Linked DNA regions of Anas platyrhynchos: region 2 is linked to region 1. A link is a contact called in public Hi-C data. All regions are on one chromosome and are shown on one strand. The core of a region is the stretch at or near the end of the contact, and the rest is flanking DNA. Distances in the headings are between cores, read along the strand shown.

The links. Hi-C and Micro-C count contacts between places; a contact is called where the count stands out from the background.
Region 2: a Hi-C map of skeletal muscle shows a contact between it and region 1, with 2.6 times the contacts expected there. The contact joins the enhancer-like site here to the promoter of SLC2A5 in region 1.

The regions. Positions count from the first base shown.
Region 1 is chr22:3,982,551-3,989,319 of IASCAAS_PekinDuck_T2T, forward strand. It overlaps SLC2A5 (solute carrier family 2 member 5), which reads right to left and starts at 3,612. Exons shown (of 12, transcript XM_021269451.4): 1 at 3,456-3,612. The coding sequence starts at 3,512. GPR157 (G protein-coupled receptor 157) reads right to left here. Exons shown (of 9, transcript XM_072026989.1): 9 at 5,569-6,439.
Region 2 is chr22:4,156,134-4,162,726 of IASCAAS_PekinDuck_T2T, forward strand. It overlaps SLC25A33 (solute carrier family 25 member 33), which reads left to right. Exons shown (of 7, transcript XM_027443204.3): 2 at 1,960-2,139; 3 at 5,785-5,862. Among named protein-coding and RNA genes, the nearest start is that of SLC25A33, 11 kb to the left of the region's middle. Within about 2 kb of position 3,693, at least 1 of the 8 cell types and tissues checked has an H3K27ac peak or open chromatin away from gene starts, as enhancers often do.

The DNA.
Region 1 (6,769 bases), core at 2,362-4,861:
TTCATGAGCCACAAGGCAAATAATATTTTTAAGAAATCACAGAGAAACAAGGATTGAAAGAGAGATGGGAAAAATACCTTCAGCAACCAATTAATGGAGAGACCTGAGGGGAGAGCAGGAATGGATTCAGAGAGAACAATGCTGCAGGTTCTCGTTGAGCATCACAAGAACCTGCATCCTGCAGCCACCTCTGCCAGAGGAATCCTGGTCAGGACCAGAAATAGAACACCTTTAAGCGTGCGATTTTGGAAGTGCAAACACTGCTCAGTGATCCAGAGTGAGCACAGTAAAGCACTGCGGTGAGTAACATCATGGTTAGCCAGGGCTGGTAATTGCTTTGGCTCATTAGAGAACAAGACGAGAGAAAACATTGAAGAATTCCACATTAAAACCTGGATTTGTGGGCAACATGAACACGCGAGGAGAGCACAAAGGCTTCTTCTTCTCTGGATGACACAGGAGATCCCTATGGGAAGCTCGTGCAGCCATCCTATTTCTGCAGATATCCCAAACTATGTGGATGCCACCAGGTCTGCTGCCCTTCCTCGAGCCCCAAAATTTTGTCTTCCAGGAGCTCCGCAGCCAGCAAGGCAGCCAGGGCAATGCCCGCACAGCGAGGGTGAAGAACGACGCCAGGCACTGACATCAGGAATGTTCAGTTTTACACAAACCTTGACTGATTCCAGTTAAAAATCACAGGTAGTCATTATAAAAACAAAACAACCCATTACCACCGAACAGTGGCTGAATAGCACTGTCTGCTGCTTAAATATATCATTTCATATTTTTTGGTGGGGCAAGAAAAATCAAAGGCAGCTAAGTACATACTTTTTCTTTCTTTTCTTATATATTTTTTTTTTCTCACCATGGCCAAAAGAGCAGATTGCAGGTTCTTCCTCCTCAGGTTTATTTCTGACAGTGCACAGAACATGTCATTTTTACAGCAAATCGTATTAGTTTTCTTTCCACACATGGTGTACCATGCTGCCAGCTAAGTATTAACCACCTACACGAGGAGGCTACTTTGAACAGCACAGACTTGGTTAACAATTAACTACAATTCCTAAAGTTTATCAGCAAAACGCAAAGTTCATAGATACCCCTGGCAGCAAGAACAACTAGAACGAAACCACGTTGTTATTGGGCTGTCTTCAGCACCCAGCTTAAAAAATGCATCTCTTGAGTCAGAGGTGTTCACGCGACCTGCATGCATGCCTCAAGTGGCCGCAGCCTCCCTCCTGGGTGGTGAAGTCACCCCACACTCAGCATTTTGTTGGGTTTTTAAGTCCTTGAATACCTTTCACTTTTTTTTTTTTATATATGAGGTATTGTAAAAGATGAGATGAATCAGAGCAGAAAGTGCTGGTCAGGAGTGGTCCAGCTGCTCAGATGATGCTGGTCAGGTTCCCACTGTGCTTCCACGATTACTTGCTGCAGCTGCTTACATGAACGCTACGATGCTGGTGGCAGTAGGAATTGATCTGTGTAGCCCCTTGCAGGGGTGGACACACTAACTAGGTGTCAGCTCAAACTGCAAGCACAGCTTGCAAAGCCTGTCATAAGAAAAATTGGCAAGAGAGCCTGCCCTAAAAATAGGAAGGGGAACAGAGCCCTGCTGCTTCGGGGAACAGAGCCCTGCTGCTTCAGGGCAGAGCGACTCGGTCCCTAGACTTGTTGTCATTTGTCCCTTCCTGTTTTTTTGTAAGCCAACAACCTAAAGACACTGTTTGCTTGGAGATTGTGATAAATTGGAACCCACAGGACCCACATAGCCCACTCAGTAGTTTTCTGATGGAAACTGTTCTCAGTGGCTCACATCCCAAAAGCTTGCTCATGCATCATGGCCCTACATATCCCTTGGGGGCCTTAATTGAACAGAGATGCAAACCAGAATATTCATTAGCTCAAAAACTCTTATCCTGCCTCAGCATTCCCGTTGAGGGATTACAGCTAGCTGGCACCAACAGGGACACTTGGAGCTAACTCAGCTTTTCACGTTACCTTCAAAACCCTTCAAAGTACCCCAAAATAAATGGGACAGGTTATAGCTCACTCATAGATCTTGGGTCAGAAGAGGGAAAAAGCTTCATAGGTGACTCGCTCTGCCCCATAGCTGGGGAATTCTGAAGGACAAGCTTCTCATGAAAAACCTCTGCTTTTTGAAGCCAGTGTCATTCTTCTGGGAGCTCTTGGCAGGCGGGCAGCCACTCCAATATCCAGTGATCATATGAAAGATGACATCTGTCATGGTTTATAAACTCTTTCTCTGAGTTTGAAGAAATAACCTTGTTATAGACAGAAATCAAACAGGACACGTATTTGCCATCAGAAATCCTTCATCAGAGAATAAATATTTGCTTATGACAGTAGAACACTTTGAATATTTGCCAATCACAGCAGGAGTCTGGCAACAACCTCCCTGAGGTGGTAATTGGCCCTGAGCTTGGGAGATATCAATGAAGGAGGACAGGATTGTGAACAAACTTCTCCTTGAACTTTCGCAGTAATTGCAGGGAAATAACGATTGCCTCCAATTGCTCAGATCCCGTTGGACTTGAGCAAAGAGCAGAGCCAACTTCACAGGAATTTTACAGGCACTTTTCTCATCTCAGCTGCTGCACATATTAAGCTTCTTACATCTGCTAGAGCACGGAGTGCATTTGCCTGGAGGCATTAACCCAGCTTTGTTATCTTCTCTCCTCTGCGCTTGTCCACTGCATGATGAGCTCCCATGCAAGCACGCAGAGAACTATTTACGACCAACTCAACTGTCTGCGCCCAGAGCTGGATCCTACAGAGCCCTGCCATCTTTGGCAAGAGGGGGCAAGCATAATTTAGAGGTGAGGCTTCGTTTCCAGGAGAGTAAATCTGCTGGAGACAGATGCAGCCGAGTGCATCAGCAGTGAGCAGTGGAAAAGCTGTGGTTAGGTTAGAGGCTGGTGATGCTGCTGATGGCAGTGCCTGCGGTAAGGAGCCTCATTAGCAGACACCCCGCAGCACAACACGCCCAGGGACTGATACTGGCAGCCTTTTCACCTGCTCCTTGGGAAGGAACTGCATGTGTAGCGAGGCTAAATCAATATCAAACGCAGCCCTGAGCTACTGGCGAGACTGTAATTTAGGTAACAAGCGATTTGCCTGCAGACGAGTTGTATACAGGCAGTGCTTTATTAGCTGCATCCATGGCTTCCAGGCAATTAAGAGGCAGACATGGCAGCCTGAATGCCTACCCAGAGTGCTGGATGAAACAGGCACATCCTGCAGATAAACACTGACACACAAGGAGCTCTACAACTCCGAGGTAATCAAGACCCTGTTTCTGCTGCACGAGGTAATACCGGGTAGCATCCTTCTCTCCTTTCCACAGCTACTGTCGAAGGCTATCTCAGCAGAGCCACAATCACCCACACATCCCCCAAATAAGCACAGAGGAGCAGGCAGGTCTGTAAACTTACCGTGTCACGCCCTGATAAGTTGGACTGGGAACCGTCCGGTCCTTTCTCCATTGGCATGGCTGTGAGATGCAGCAGATGCTTTGGGAAGTGTTGGAATGCCCAGACATTAAAGCTCCACCTGCACTTTGTTCAGCAGAAGCACCCGACCATTCAAAATACCCCCGCTGCCCTCTTGGACCTCAGTGGGTTCACTTTTCCGTGCAGGACAGAAGCACTGACTATGCCAGCCAAGACCTGCCTTTTGCCAGCTCACGCCACCCTGCATCGATTCCTGTGGTTCCCTGTGGGTTTGCAAGGACTGCAAGACTTGGGGAATTCATTCAGCCCAGCACAAGAGACATCCCTGCTGCTTCTGAGTAGCAGAAGTGATTTGTACAATGCAAATGTTTGCTTTGGCAGCATTAGAGCACTCAGGTCTCATCTCCAGAACCGTTCTTCCTCTTGAGGAGAGGAGATAGTAGTGACACAGCCAGAAATTAGTTTTCCAAGCTCTTCTGCTTTCAGCAACAAGAAATTCATCCTCTGCTTGGAAGCAGATGGTTCATTAAACCCACAAGCTCCAGGTTTCCCAAAGTGAAAGGCTGCCTAAACCCTCCCACACTGCAGAACCCCTGGCTCACTCCTGGAGCCAGGGATCACCTTGCACAATTAGACTCATATCTCGTGAAAATAAGAAAAGAAAAGGAGGAATGGTATTTTGCAATGACCAAACCAGTGCCAGCAGATGAATGCAACGGTGAGGGGTGAACTCACCAAGGTCTAACTCACTCCTGCCTCAGGAAGCAGTGTGGGCAAGCACCCTGCAGCCACTACAGCTTTTTGTTCTTTATTCCCCTCATTTCAAAGTTTGTTGTCGTATTCCATCCGATCTGCCCCTGCATCCCACACCTGCCTCCTCCACACAGACCCCTCTCCTCCACTCTGAGGGTTCATTGCAAACTAGTCCTTAAAATTTTGTTAAGAGCTTTTTGTGAGCTCCAAAGCCCCCCCAGGATGGTTACTGGAAGCCAGCACACGGCTCCCGTCCTTCATTCTGCCCCAACCCCAGCTCCATGCACTGGAGCACACTGAGCACAGGAGCTCCAAGGGGCCAAAAGACATCACAGTATAGAGGATAAACTAAAAGACAACCCTTGACATACAAGATAACTTTTTTTCAAAGGCTTGCAATGCAGACACAAGGCAGGGCGTTGATGCAACCCCCCTGACAGAGCAGCCAAAATACCTCAAGGGGTTTTCAGTCACTTCTACCACTGCAGAACAAACACCTTTCCCTCTGCTTGCTCTCTGCAGCATCCAGGCTCGGTTTCCTCGCCTGCCATGCAGCAGGCCTCCAGCAGAGAACATTTTAGGATCAACCACTTAAATTTGGGGCACAGCTATAAGCCACAGAGCAGCAGATACCTCACATGGGAAGCATTGTGCAATCAATCAGTAACACAGACTGTTGCTCAATCAGTTCTGAATATAGCCACGGGCCAGCACCACTCCTTGCTCCAGGGCCCCGGCTGCTTCGAGCTCTGTAAAATGGCCAAAGTTTTAATCTGAGTAAAGTTCATTCACAGCTGTGAATGCACGGCGACTTACACAGCACTACTATTGTCAGCCTGCCCATTTTTGCCATAAAGACTTGAATTTTCTCTATTTGGGCAAGCCCTGGGAAAGCTCCAGCCGTGCCCAGCATTAGTCCCACCTACCTTACAGCATGGCCTCATCTGGAGAAAAATTAATTGGTAATCTCACGATTAGGTAACATTTGTGATCTCACACAGCTGGAGCACCACAGCCTGTAAGGTCAACAGAACTTATGGGAAACAAGTCCCACACACTGTTTTTTCCACAGATCATAGCAATAAGCTGGGGGAACTGAACATAATGTATAGCAGTGGACAGGTTTGCTCAGACTGATTGAAGGTTTACATTTCTATATGTATAGAATGATAGGAAGAGATATTCATTTATGTATCAGTAGAAGAGATTTGTCTTCTGACACATGCCTTGGCCAGTCTTTAGGCCAGACACACAAGAAACCTGAATACTGACCTCACGACAGCCCCTCACCCAAATCCTTCAAGGCACCGAGAGGCCTGTCACAACATGCTTGAACAACATCTCGGTAAAGAAACGGAACTTTATTTTGTAGAAGTTGGAGAAAATATTTAAAAAAAAACACAAGCAAGGGAGGAGCTGTAAATAAATTAACGCAGTATCTTCAACCAACAAACCGTCCCCTCCCTGGCCCTGATACAGCACTCCCGGGACAAACACTCCCAGGACAGGAGCAGGCCATGGGCTGTGCTATGGCAGAGGCTGGCTGGAGGCCAGCACGAGGCCAGCACGTGCCAGGCACCCTCCTGTGGACGGTGAGGGCCGTCCTCACTGGAGGCCGGGCTGCTGAGCCCAGGTGCCCCTCGGCACCAGGAGTCTGCGGAATTGAGATATCCCCAGGAGGCAAAAAGCATGCAGCTGCCACGCACCCTGGTGATGATGATGACCCCTGACCACCAAGGAGGAATAAAACGTGAAGAGGAACCATCCATCGCCACCAAACAAATGAGTCTGCACGCCGTCGTCTGTATTCAAGTGAAAAATGGGAGCCAGGTCAGAGCTCCCTGGGAGGCCTCACACCTCAGGACTGAAACCCGTGCCAGGACAGTCCCATCCAGCAGCTACTACAGTTTCCCTATCCCCCTATTAGTTGACCCCAGAACTCACAACAACATCTTTGCCCTGTCAGACAGAAAAGCAAAACCCCAAACAGTTTTAAAATTTATGGTGGAGGGAGAGGAGAAGGAGGGAAGAAATCCAGGAGGCTGGAGCGCAGCCAAACAGCATCTTCCAGAAGATCCTGAGTGAAGTTCAGGACCACCGCAGCTGGGATCTGCACGTCCAGGACTGGGACATCTTCATTTTCCTCGGCCACTCCAGCGGTGCTTCTCCCCAGCCTTTAGCTCCCTCTGTGGGACTCCGGGGTGATCCTGCACCTGCACAACATGAAGCACAGTTAAAATCCCAAACCGTACCCTTCTTCCTGCACCAGGGTGCACAGGTTTGCTCTGGGGCAGGACAAGAGGCCTGCTGCAGGGGGCATCACCCTGCAGAAGCTGAAAACAGGCATGGGGGAAAACAGGCTCAGAATCAAACTTCTCCAGCCCACGCCCAACAGGGAAGGCTTCAGACCTCTTCCCAGACAGCTGATGCTGCAGGGAGCGCTGCGCTCCTACACTTCATGCCAAGACTAAAGGGGACCTGCCAGGAGCAGCCACGCATTTCTGCAGCCCACCACAGACCCTTCCTCTCCCGTTATCCCATCC
Region 2 (6,593 bases), core at 2,443-4,942, 170 kb after region 1:
TCCTGAGTTGTCTTCCTAAATGCCAGCTTGTTAGATTAATAAAACTTAGAGTGCTTTTTAGCCATCCTCAGAATTGTTTTTAGTGAAGTTTGACAGAAGGGATGTTCAAAAACAAAAGAGGAACAGAGGTGGAGAGAGAAATGGTTTGACAAGTCATTTTCAAGATGATGGATGGAAACAGGGTCTTGTGCACTCTGTGTGGTTGGCCCAGTAGGCATTTTCTGAGCCATGCTGACTACACGAAGATGAGAGCGGGGGCTTTTGGAGCAAGGGAACAGGTGGCTCCAGCATTGCTCCTCGGGCTTTTGTGGCAGAACATGAAGCACAACGTGTTGTTTTCATGCAGTGAGTTGCCAACACTTTGATTCAGCCAGTTTGCTAACACTGGGAACTTCCAGCTTTTGCTCCCCTGTATGGCAATGGCAGCAAACAGCAATGATACCCAGGACTGGTTTGATTTCAAGAAGATCTTTGTAGCTCTTTTGTTGCACCAGTGATAAAAGTCATGGCTGCTTTTCCAGCATTGTGCTGGAACATTCAGCTATCACCAGATCTCAATAATAACAAACTGGTGTGTGATCAGTGCCGGCAACCTTAGCCTCCCTTTTTGGGCAAGGTGTAACAGGAGAGGTTTTGGAACTTGCATAATGTCGTGTAGAACACATGGTTTGTTGAAACTCTGAGGTAAAGAGCAGTTAGCCCTGGGGTAAGTAAAAGCTCTGTGCTGGAAATTCTCAGGACTGTTTCAAATTTGATTATTTTATATTATGTCGCAAAACTGATTTTTTACAGTAGGTCTCTATGTCTGGAATTTGAATTAGGAGAGTTTGTAACAGCAGGTTGCTGCTGGCTGGAAGCTTGATTTTCAGTTCTGGTATTACCCAATTATAGGGAGAAGACATGCCTTAAAGAATGAGGGAGAAAAAACCCTAGAACAGGAAAAACAAACGGAGTGAGACAGTGATAGGGGCTAGGTGACAAGTTGCAAGTGTCACTAGCGGACAAGCCAAGTTAAATGTCCTTATTAAAACCATAATTTCCATTCTTTCTGCCCCCTGCTCAGCGTTTTCAAATGAGGTTGGTTGTTAGATACATCTAATGTAAGGGGTCGTTAGAGGATAGGATCTTTCTTTTATATATATAAGTAAATATATATAATTGTATGTTTATTATGTTATATCCAATAATGTCTGCATGTACATACATGTGTATATGTATTATTTCAGTGTTTGTGTCATCAGACTTTGGGATTTCTGTTCATCTTTAGTAGCCTAAAGAGCAGCAACCCCATTATTATGTTTTTCCACCCTCTCTCTCATCCTTGCAGCTTCCTCTATCCCCCCCCCAAAAAGTTGATATCCATTGTTTTAAAAAGACCTAATTTACAGTCATTTTTCTCTTTGCTAGTTCTGTAGGCAGCCGTTTTGATCATAAGTACTAAATGGTGAAGGGTTATATTGCTGTGTTTTCAGCCTACAGTGTCCTAATCCCCAGTTGCTTGTTTTTATCTGCAAGATTCCTGCTTTCCATACGAAAAATCCATCCAAGGCTATGTCTGTGTAAGGAGCACAGCCTCTGAAACATGGGTGCCTCTGAAGTTTTTACAAGCAGAATTCCAAGTCCTGACAGACTCCGGGACCAGCAGATGGTCATGGATTGTTGTTGGGGTTGGGTATTGTCTTCATGTTTCACCCCTCCAACCTCATCGCTACATGGGATCATCATTAGTCATCAGAAGTGTTTCTCAACCTTCTCTCCCCTCCTCCAGGGCTTGGGAGCTGTCTCCCTTTCCCTGGTGGAAGAACTGCCCTGCTTCTTGATAACTTGTCCACAGCATGGAGCAAGTGAAGTCGAGTCTTTATATTTTTTTATATTTATACTCAGTGCTCTTGTGGCTCAGTCTATCTGTGCAGCCATGTTTTACTGACTCTGTCTTCTGTTTAAATTTGTGTTTTACAGATGTGGAGGAACAGTTGGTGCCATCTTTACTTGTCCCTTAGAAGTAATAAAGACACGGCTCCAATCTTCAAAGCTAGCCTTCCGGGCTGTCTACTACCCGCAAGTCCAGCTGGGGACCATCAGTGGTGAAGGAATGGTTAGGCCAACGTCTGTATCACCTGGGCTCTTCAGTGTTCTCAAGTGAGTACTCACCTGTGGTCCTTTGATGTTAATTAACACCAGAGATCTGAGTTTCGATTCCTCAGTGCAAACAGGCAACGCAGATTTTGCTTCAGATTTGCGCTGGAAGGATGCAGATCAGTTGGGCTTCTGCATTCAGCAGTCGAAAGATAAATTATTCTTTTAAAAACACAGATAAGTTTCCTGAGTATTCCATTAAGCTTCCACGGAAATTTGCTGCTAGCACTCAAAAGCTTTCCAAAGCAAATTGATTTGAGTAAGTGTCTGGAAGCATTATTTTTAAGTTGTCTCTTCAGATTGGAGCTTTTTGGTAGTTATTAAGTTGTAAGGATCAATACATAGGACATGCCACAAACTTTTGGTACTGTTTAGCTTGCAAGAACTGTCATAGAAAATATTCTGGATGAAAGGTTTACTTATTTATTATTATTTTGAACAACAGAGAGTATAGTCTTTGTGTTTTATGGGGAATTGTCATGTTTATTATCTCCTTGGAGCAGTGGAACAGGTAATCCTTACTAGCTGGGGCCAGTTCTTCGTACAATGAAGGACTGAATTTGAGTCGTGTACTCCTTGTCTTTCTTTCCTGGAGCCATTCCCAGTTTGCTTTGTGTGGCTGGTGAGAGATCCTTGTTTCTATTACTGCCCAAGCTATTTACCTGTTTGATGGAGGGAAGTTTTAATTCAGCCTTTTCCTGTCACGAACTCTCTTGGAAGCTTCATTTAGAAGTGAGAGCCTTTTCTGCTCCTTAATGGAGCAGAGCTGTAATGATGTTTCTGATTCTCTGCACTTAGTGATTCATGCCAGCCCCTGATCCATCTTTGAAGCCTGCCCTGCTTTTAGCATCCATTTGAACCAGGTGACCTCCAGAATTCTGTGATCCCATATATTTTAAGCTGTGCTTGTCTGCTCTGTCGTGTGGGTGATCTGTAACTGAAACTTACAGGAGTGAGGGAAGGGCACTTTTTGCAGAAGTCTTGCCAAAATACACTTAGAGCTTTGCAAGCTCTTATCTTTTCCTCAACTGTATCTGTCCTAATGAGATCTCTTCTGTTTATTATTAGTATGTTGCTTCAGGTAATTATTATTGTGCATCAGTCCTGTCGACACCTGTATTATTTAGTCACTTTTCTTGGTTCAGATTGCAGCAGCTGATGCTCTAGCTGTTCCCTTTTCAGATGTATATTCATAAAGAAGATGAAACGTGAAATCGTGTCTCTTAGAACTGCTGACTAATTTTACCAGCAACTCTGAAGGACAAATCTCTACTATTATATTTCCTATCAAAGCACAGTAAAGTTCTGGTTCAGACCTCACGCAAATGCATTGAGGCACGCCACATTTGGATCACTGGGCACGCAACGGGGTAATGCAGAGGAGGTCCTGCTTAGATCAGGTAGTAGAAATGCCAAAGAAAATAGCTAACTTGACTAGCAAAACAAGTTGAATGATTTATGTAAGGCCAACACACTTGGCAGGTTGCCTGGGGAGAAGCTGCACGGTTATATAACAGTACAGTGCTAACTCAAATTCTCTGCAGAACGAGATGGCTGGAGTCATTCTGGGACTTGAGTTTCTGTGTTGTAAACACTGCTTCTGTCCCATGCCAAACACTTTGTATATTCAGAGGTGAATCTAGAGCAATCCGTGACTGAAAATGTGAAGCAGTGCCAATTGCCTTCGATTTTCATCTATTTTTTTCCCTTTGTACTTTTTTTGCTCCTTGCAGCATTGCACTTGAGAGAGCTCTGACTCAATGAAGTGGTAACTTAAAGGCACGAGGTTCTCAGTTTATTTCCTCTTCCCATCTTTCTCTGAGATCCTCCTTTTAGGGAGTTAAAAAAGGGGTTAAAATTGAGTCAACCGTTTAATATATTTATTAAGCTCATTAAATTTGGTGACTATGATCCTGAGTTCATTTTACTTAGGAATTGCTCAGCTGCATGTATCACCAAGCTTTTCACCTATTTACCCCAGAGGATTAAGAAGTGAGAGCAAAATAATCGTGCTCCCTGTCATTCCCTTGGTGGCAGTATCCATGAAGTACAGGTAATGCTATTGATTGTGATCTTTGTGATAAAACACAAGTGCATGAAAGAAGAGGAGGAAGTTAGGTCTCTCTTACTCTTCCACCCCTTTCTCAATCTTGGTCATGCGTGCATGAGCAAATTGGATGTGAATTGAATTTTCTGTTTTAGGAAAGCCATATGGCTAAAGAAGCAGCCCTTTAGAGCCATACATATAAAATCTGTCTGTGAGTTAAAGGTGTTGAGTATGAAGGCCCCTTAACTGCTGTAAATAGAACGAAAGTAGGTACTCAGGAGGGCAAGTTAAGCCTGCTGCTGAATAGAAAGCACTCCAGAAGGACAGGCTGTTTTTGTCTAATCCGTTTAAGATTCTGATGAGTCACCCCAGCTGGAAGCTGCAGTCGTGACTGTTAAGTGACAAAGAACAAGTAGTTGGTGGATCTGTATCCTTGGAGACACTCAGCCCTGGAGTTTACACAGAAAGTTCAACTTCACTGCAGAAAAAGCATTTCAGAAGCTCCTATATCTTCTTCTGTCTAATGAGCTTGTTTTTGGACCCTGTGGGGAACGTTCCCAACAGTGCTAATGACCTAGAAAGCAAACTCTGAAAAATGGGCATTTCAAACAGGTGCACGTGAACTACACCTGGGACCTGGTGTTATCTGGATTTTATTGCACGGTTTTCCCATAAGACTTCAAAGTGGAGAGCTGCCATCTAGCAGGTTGTGCACTGACATCCCGATGGTGACTAGACCGTACCTGGCTGTCACTGGTGAACACTTGGCGGTGTTTCCTAGTGCTTGTCTGTCAGGTTATTCCTTGTGAATATGTCTCCTGGTAATAGTGCAAAGATTTCTGTAAGGTTAGCTCTTTTTTCAATGAGGCACCTGAGCAAGGTATTGTACAGAACTTGACAGCTGCTGGGGAAATGGCTGAAAATGGCTTTGGAAACCCAGACTGGAGCAATTCCAGAATTGCAGGAAAACATCATTTGGTTGTTTTCCTGCTTTAGACCTGGCCATGAAATCCAGTGGCAGTGGTGCACAGGAGTACCTCTGTGCTTGGTGTTTCCTTTGGAAGGATGCCGAATGCCCTCAAAACCAGAACAGTTACCCTGAGACATAGCTTGTGATACGGTGCTGCATTCAGCTTTCACTCTGGGGAAAAAATCATGACTAACTAATTATGAAAGGGAAGAGGGCTCCTTTTTCTTTTTTCCCCATGTCTCTATACAGGCAACAAACTCCTGAACTGCTTAAATTGCTTGGATACAGAAAATGCCAAAAGTATTCCATGTTCATCAGAGTCAACTAGCATTGGATTCTCCGTGAAACTATTTAATTCAGTTCCTGACAGTTTTTCAAAGAATGGAAATTGTAAGCTACTGTCATACAACACACATTGGCCTGTAGCACGCTGAAGTTTTACAGCACAGTGGCTTTTATCCAGTAGTCTATAATTCTAATTTTCAAGTCTGTTGTGTAGCTTGAGAGCTAACAGGTTCACAGCTAATACTTATTTCTTTAGCACAGTTCTTTTGACCACCTGCCAGAACAAGAAATTTAACTTTTAACCCAAATACTACCCATTTTTTCCCTTATTTGTTTTTATTTTAAGGTCAATTCTGGAAAAAGAAGGACCAAGGTCGCTCTTCCGAGGTCTGGGTCCAAACTTGGTTGGAGTTGCACCATCAAGGTAAATAGTTAAACTATTGCTAAAAGACTCGTTGAAGGCACCGACCCGAATATTGTAGTTTGTTTGTGATTGAGAAGAATAGGTCAGAAAATTATCCCATCTGTAAACTTAAATTTTGAAGAGTATCAGATGTGCATATGCCAACAAATAATTTTAAAATTTGCTTTATACTTGTATGACGCTGTCTTTCAGTTACATGTATCAATCACTAAATATATTCAGAACTTGCTTCTCATCAATATTCATATCCTCTTCTCAAAAGTAATGAAATTATGAAAGTCAGTACCTGTCCTTTTATAAATGAAACCTGGATATGACAGGTTTGTCATATTTTACTGGCTTCTGTAAACTTTTATGTGTGTATCTTAGCTGCTTCTTTTGACCTGTGCTTTCTGTTATCAGTGGAACTTAGTTTATGATGCTATCTTCAAAAACAAAAAGAGAGGGGCAGGGGATATTTTAGCCTAGCACTAAAGGAGAATTTAAATTAAGGTGTAGTTTAAGTAAGTCACTTAAGTGGCTTTTGCAATGACTTTATGCTTTAGAAAACAGGGGAATGTACTGTAGAAATATCTGCAGGGTTAATGTTAATCTCTCTAGTAAGGCCTACCACTTCCCTGGGAATATATAAGTGTTTCCCAGAAACAGACTAGGAGCTAGATGCAAGGTGAAGCAGGAATACCTGTCTGGTCCTTGACTGCCTAAATTCTTCTCAAATGAAAAACTGCAGC